2 separate regions of the Mus musculus genome follow, and region 2 is linked to region 1. The links are chromatin contacts, called in public HiChIP or PLAC-seq maps. All regions are on one chromosome and are shown on one strand. The core of a region is the stretch at or near the end of the contact, and the rest is flanking DNA. Distances in the headings are between cores, read along the strand shown. Region 1 overlaps Grik3 (glutamate receptor, ionotropic, kainate 3). Region 2 overlaps Grik3 (glutamate receptor, ionotropic, kainate 3).

The links. HiChIP or PLAC-seq counts read pairs in DNA pulled down with a chosen protein or histone mark.
Region 2: an H3K27ac HiChIP or PLAC-seq map of oligodendrocyte precursor cells shows a contact between it and region 1, with 3 times the contacts expected there. The contact joins two enhancer-like sites. A contact is called at or near these places in 2 of 484 Hi-C or Micro-C datasets (the N1E-115 cell line and nephron progenitors), 3 of 115 datasets of contacts at active chromatin or transcription factors (embryonic basal ganglia, embryonic stem cells and oligodendrocyte precursor cells) and 1 of 9 other capture datasets (embryonic stem cells).

Annotation. Positions count from the first base shown.
Region 1 is chr4:125,533,468-125,536,228 of GRCm38.p6, forward strand. The region is part of intron 1 of Grik3 (glutamate receptor, ionotropic, kainate 3); the gene reads left to right. Among named protein-coding and RNA genes, the nearest start is that of Gm32807, 26 kb to the right of the region's middle. Within about 2 kb of position 1,329, at least 47 of the 459 cell types and tissues checked have an H3K27ac peak or open chromatin away from gene starts, as enhancers often do. A contact at or near this core is called in the N1E-115 cell line, embryonic basal ganglia, embryonic stem cells and 1 more, where this site is marked.
Region 2 is chr4:125,700,999-125,703,902 of GRCm38.p6, forward strand. The region is part of intron 13 of Grik3 (glutamate receptor, ionotropic, kainate 3); the gene reads left to right. Among named protein-coding and RNA genes, the nearest start is that of Gm40249, 130 kb to the right of the region's middle. Within about 2 kb of position 1,408, at least 80 of the 459 cell types and tissues checked have an H3K27ac peak or open chromatin away from gene starts, as enhancers often do. A contact at or near this core is called in the N1E-115 cell line, embryonic basal ganglia, embryonic stem cells and 1 more, where this site is marked.

The sequences.
Region 1 (2,761 bases), core at 79-2,578:
CCCCCAGGGCCACCTCCCCAGGCCCTGCAACTCTGGCTGTCACTCACGCAGGGGCCCTACTCAGTGCCCAGATGCCTAGTTGCCTCGGTTGTTGGATCACTTTTGATGTGCCCATGCCGTGCCTCCTACCCCGTCTCCAAGATCCTCCAGCTCCTCCATCCATCAGAGATGGAAGGCATTTTGTTTTCTTCCTTTCTGTGAGTTGGGTCCCAGCCCAGGCATCTCCTTGGAACTCAGATATCTGAGCACATTCACGAGAGTTTGCCTGGGCTTCATCCTTGGGAGTCCAGCTGCCCCTCCAGCACTGCTCCCTGGTCTTCCCACTGGCTTGAACTGGTTATGGAACTGGCTTCTACCAGGAATCCTTTGCTGGATCTGATGCAGGGGCACTGGCCCTTCCAGGATGGAAGGGAGGCAAGGGGAGATCTCATGATGGGGAGCTCAGGGGGTAGCCCAGGAGTAGTGCAGGGAAAGCGTCACCCCCCCCAAAGATCCCCGAAAGATCCAGTGGGATGACGCCAGTGGGATGACGTAAGGGTGGGTAGAGAGGGCATCCTGACTGTCCAGCTTCAAATAGGATTCTAAGGAAGGTGGCTGGAGGGCTGGGCAAAGACTTAAGGGGTGATTAGGCAGATGTAAGGCTCTGAGGCTGCATTGTGAAGAGCAGGCAGCACCTGAGTCGGGCGGGCGGGCGCTTGCTGCCTTATTGACATCTACCCCACCCCCACCCCAATGCACACACCTTGACAAGTTACTTGAATTGCCGCACCTGCAAATGGCATAAAGATCTCAGCATCTGCTCCTAGGTTCTTAGTGAGGTTCCAGGGGCATTGATTATGTCTGCAAGGGCCTCGGGCATGGCGCCAGGATGCCACATAAAGTAATTGCTCAATAAAGGGGGTATGGTTATTTCTGCCCGTATATGCCTGGGTGAGGAAGACTGAGCCCGAGTACTCCTGGCCGAGCCATGGCCAACTCTGGTCTCTGCATCCCAGGCAGAAAAAAGACGCTAGGTGGCTGAGCCTTGCTAGCCAGACTGTGTCCCCCAGTGCTAGGGGCGTGGCTGGCTGGCAGCAGGAGGGGCCCAGCCTTATGAACATGAAGATCCCAGTGATCCAAGCATGTGATTCACAGGGCCATTTTGCTGACAGCTTCTTCGGCCTCACCAGTCTCCAAGCAATTAACCAGCCAGGCCCCGGGGAGGGACGTTTGGCGGCAATCAGGGTAACCTTGACCTCCTTTGTGATGCACAGCCAGGCTCTGAGGTGCTCAAGTGCTGTTGAAGGGCAGCTCCTCCCAGCACAGAGAGCTCCTCCTTCTGGGCCAGCTGGAGAGGAGGCCAGGGTACCCGGACTCAGCCACAGACGCTGACATGTCTGACCTTATTTGGCCTTTACACAGTACAAAATTTTTCATGGTCCTGCACATTTTGCTTCCTTGGAGATGTACAGCCAACTGAGCTATATGCTATATGCTCTCTGTGTGTGTGTGTGTGTGTGTGTGTGTGTGTGTGTGTGTGTGTGTGTGATAGGGTTCTGTGTAGAGGACATTGGTGCAACAGAAATGTGAATGGAGATGCGTGTGCGTCTGGGTGGGAATTGGGAAGTGTGGACCGACCTAGGGGAGGAGGCTGCAGTCTGAGCGGGAGTAGAGAGCATATGCAATCAAATGAGTGAGGCAGGAGGGAGGGACCACGGCTGAGGGTCTGGGGAGGCAGTTTTGGGGATGTGGTGACAGCCTTCCCCTGCCACCCCCTCCCCAGTGGCTCAGGCCTGTACGTTTCAAATACTTCATTGTCGGGCCTGGTAAAGCCTTTATTTATAAAGCGCGGGTGTTTCATTCAGCTTAACTGAAAAGGCCTTTAAATCACCGCAGCTGGGAAGGGCTAATTGCAGTTAGAGTTGTCAAGGACTCTCTTGTCTTGCTTTCGCCATCTGTGACATAGTGAATGCAAAGATCGTTTTAAACATAGGCAGTTAATGTAGAGAATAATTTGAGAGCTTTAGATATTTATGGTAAATTATTTAACTTTATAGTTGAGTTTTATTGCCTCATTATTCTGTGTGTGAAGAATCTTGGCGTTTCCTGTGACTCGGCACTTTGAGGAGTTTTACTTTGCCGCGCTCTGGAGGAAAGTTACTCGGGGGCCTGCTCAGCCCTGAGCGGACTCCAGGCTTCCCACAGAGAGGCTCCGGATGGATGTCTATCTAGGTACAGGCCATGGCTGGTGTTTGCCCTGGGTCAGGGTCATTAGGTGCTCCACAGGTCTTCCAGGTTCCTCTTTCCTGTCCCATAAGGTCCCCCTACCTGATGCCCCTCCACCAAGAGTTGTTAGGACCCCAAGGGGACAGGGCTTGGGACAGGCTTTTGGTTTCCCTTCACCTTTTGGATCCTAGGGCCACCCTTTTGTCCCCTGCTGGAATTCTATCCCGCAGTTGGTTGTATGCTTGCGTTGTCTCTTGATCGTTTCTCAGAGCTGTGCCTTCCTAATTACTCAGGTTTCTTTTGAATATCCTTAAGTGGAATATCCTTATGCTGGAAGGAAGATAGCTCCTGCCTCCCGGAACCACTCTCCCTTTCAGTTGGTGACCTTGGTTTGAGCACTGTCTGTAGCCTGTGGGGGGGACTTACATCATGGCAGGATTTTGTTGCAGGTGCTTAACTGAGGGCCTTTCCAGGCAACAGGTGTTGGATTCCTGAAGCTGTAGGGGATAGCCCTAAGCCAGTGATGCTCGGAATGGGAGGACAAACACTCTGCTCC
Region 2 (2,904 bases), core at 158-2,657, 170 kb after region 1:
CTTAACTGACCCATGCTCTCCGCTCTCCTGTGCCCTTCCTCGTTCCTTCATCTGCTAGTATCTTCCTCAAAACCTATCTGCCTCAGTACATTCTCCAGGCTCAACTGAACTCCCTGCGTCAGACTAAGATCTAATCAAGCATGTCTGTTGGCATCCTCAGGGGCTGCGGATAGGAGGAAAGGGAGGGTAGAGGGCCGAGTTGAGACAGACCGGTGTTCTGACCACACTCTCAGGCACAGGAGTAGGGCAGGCTCACAGAAAGGATTACTGACTATTTTTGCCAAGACTAGATGACTTTATATAGTTTCATGGGACAGTAAATGGAGATGCTGGGAGCGAGGGGGAAGTGGATGGGCAGCTATGGTTAGACAGGGAAGAAGATGGATAGATGGGCGTGCGGAAAAGGAACAGCTGGATAGAGGTTACAGGTTAGACGAAGAGTCAGGGAGTCAGCTGAATATCTAGTATGTAGACAGTGTGGGGAGGGAAAGCGAGCAGATGGTCCATAGGAGGAGGAAGGGGATGGATATATGCATGAGCGGGTTAGTGGGGTGGATAGACCAATGGACTGACAGGTGGCTGGACTGATGGCTACGCGCAGGTGTGGTGGGCACATGAGATGATTGGATGCATGTGTGCGTGCATGGATTAACAGCAGATGAACTAACAGGTAGATGCCTTAGGAGGGAAAAGAGTCTTGATGCCTCATCCAACCCTGGTTCCCACCTCCGTAGAAAACAACTTGGGGAGCAGGAGGAAGGAGTGGGAAAGCAGCTGAGGGACCGGAGTCTTTGAAGGGAGAAAAGCAGTTAGGTGGGAACAGCCAGAATGCACGCAGGTCTGAGGAGCAGTGTGTCTGGCCAAGTGGAGACGGTTGGACTTGGATAATTTGATTACAGGAATCGCTGGAGTTTGTGTTTATCTGTACACGCAGCTCTTGTGGAACACGGGTGTGAGAGGGTATTAGTTATCTATTGCTTAGCAAATTACCCCAAAGTTCTTAAAACAACATCTGTCACTTGGCAGCTTGGTGGTCAGGAGTCAGTGGAGTTTCAGAGCCCTCTGGCCTGAGGCTCTTCACAGGCTGTGATCCAGCCATCAGCCAAGACTGTGGTCATGAGAGCATGCTCAGTTCCCCTCAGGTCGCTGGACTGAGTAAGAGAAGTACTGTGTACTGAGATTTGACAAAATGCTGTCCTCTGTCACTTGCATGGGGAGCTCTTCTTAAGCAATTCGGTGTGACAGTACTGTCACCAGCACCTGAGAGAAGACTTGAGGAACACACAAGGGAGAGGGAGACAAAGTCTTGTCACTCAGAGGTGCTATTCCACCCCTGCCAGAGAGTGATTCAAAAGCAGGCCCAAAGGTCCAGCCCACCCTCAGGAGGAGGAGGAGCCAGAACAAGGATGTGGCCGCAGGGAGACAGGAGTCACTAGAAATTGGGTAGTGCTAAGGATAGGAGCTTGCCAAGCAGGAAGAGGGGCCAAAGGAGCTGGCGGAGGAGAATCTGCATATCAGAAATTATCTGGAAAATGAGAAACATCTGGAGCATCCGAAAAACCAGGGATGAGAACCATCTCTGAGGGAAGAGGTGTTGGCGGGGGAGCACTTGGGGAGGAGCTGAGGTAGAAAGAGAGCTGGAAGGTGGCTGGCTACAAAGTTGGGCAGAAGGCAGGTGGCTGTGGGGGTAGGGCCGCTGAGAGCAGCAATGGCTGCCTACAAAAGTGGTTGGGTGAAGCCTAGAGAGCCAGGGCCATCAGAACCCTTTGTGCACCGGCTTTGAGGCACGTGAGTTTGCAGGCAGGGAACAACAGCTCTGTGAAAGGTTCCACGCCCTGAAAGTACTCAGTGACTCCATGCTGCTCTGATATTCATTCCTGTGCTGTGCTCCGTCCCTGGACCGTGCTGTGGACATCGGCCACCAGTTTCAGAGGGCCTATCCCATGCCAGAGCCCAGAAGCACCCAGAGAGAAGAAAATACATGTTCCTCTCGGGCTTCCTGCCCGCCTCTGGCAGCCATGGCCTGATTCCCTGCCCTTCCCCCAGGCCTGTGCCAGCCTGTGGGAGGGCACCCATCTTGTCACGTGTATCAGAGCTGGGCTGGGTGCCAATCATACAGGCTGACATCACAGAAAGCCACTTCCAGAGTAGGAAACAGCCGATACAATAGGGGCTCTCAGAGCCACCTCTTCCCCCAGGACTAAGGCAGGGCTGGTCTCTGTTGGGACCAGGCAGCTGGCATACATCAAGTTCCCAGGGTGGCTCATGCACACATAACACAACCGGGGCAGGCACAGCAGCCCACCCAACAGGCTGCCACCCCACCTATGGTCTCAGGCATGAAGCCGGCACAGGGACCTGCAGTCCACTACTCCCAGGAGCCTCACCCTTTTCTCTGCTTGCAGTTCCCACTGGGCCTCTCTCAGGACTGAGAACAGACCAGAACCATACTCAACTCCTCTCCTGACATAGAGTGCACAAAAGGGGGGCACAGCTTTGGAGTGAAGTGGGGAGACAAAGTCCACCGAGCTTTACCTTCACTTGTGCCCCCTAGTGGTTACTCGGATACAATGCAGCTGTGTGGGTAGGCACTTGGATTGTCTCCAAAGAGTCTGGATTTGAAGCCTGCCTCTACCATTTCATCTCTGGATAGCCTTGGGTGAATTGCTTAACAGTGTTTCAGCTTCCCCGTCTGCAAAACGGGCTGATAACACGTACTTCCTGTGATTTCGGCGAGTGAGTTCCTACAGCTAAGGCCCTTAGAACAAGACCTCTGCTTGTTAATTCCCTAACAGGTTTTGGAGAAAACTGATTTTGAGGAAGTCAGTCAGAGACAGGAGACTTTAGCTAGGTCGGCAGAGCATCTGCCTCTCATGTACATGAAACCCTGTTCAACCCCAAGCA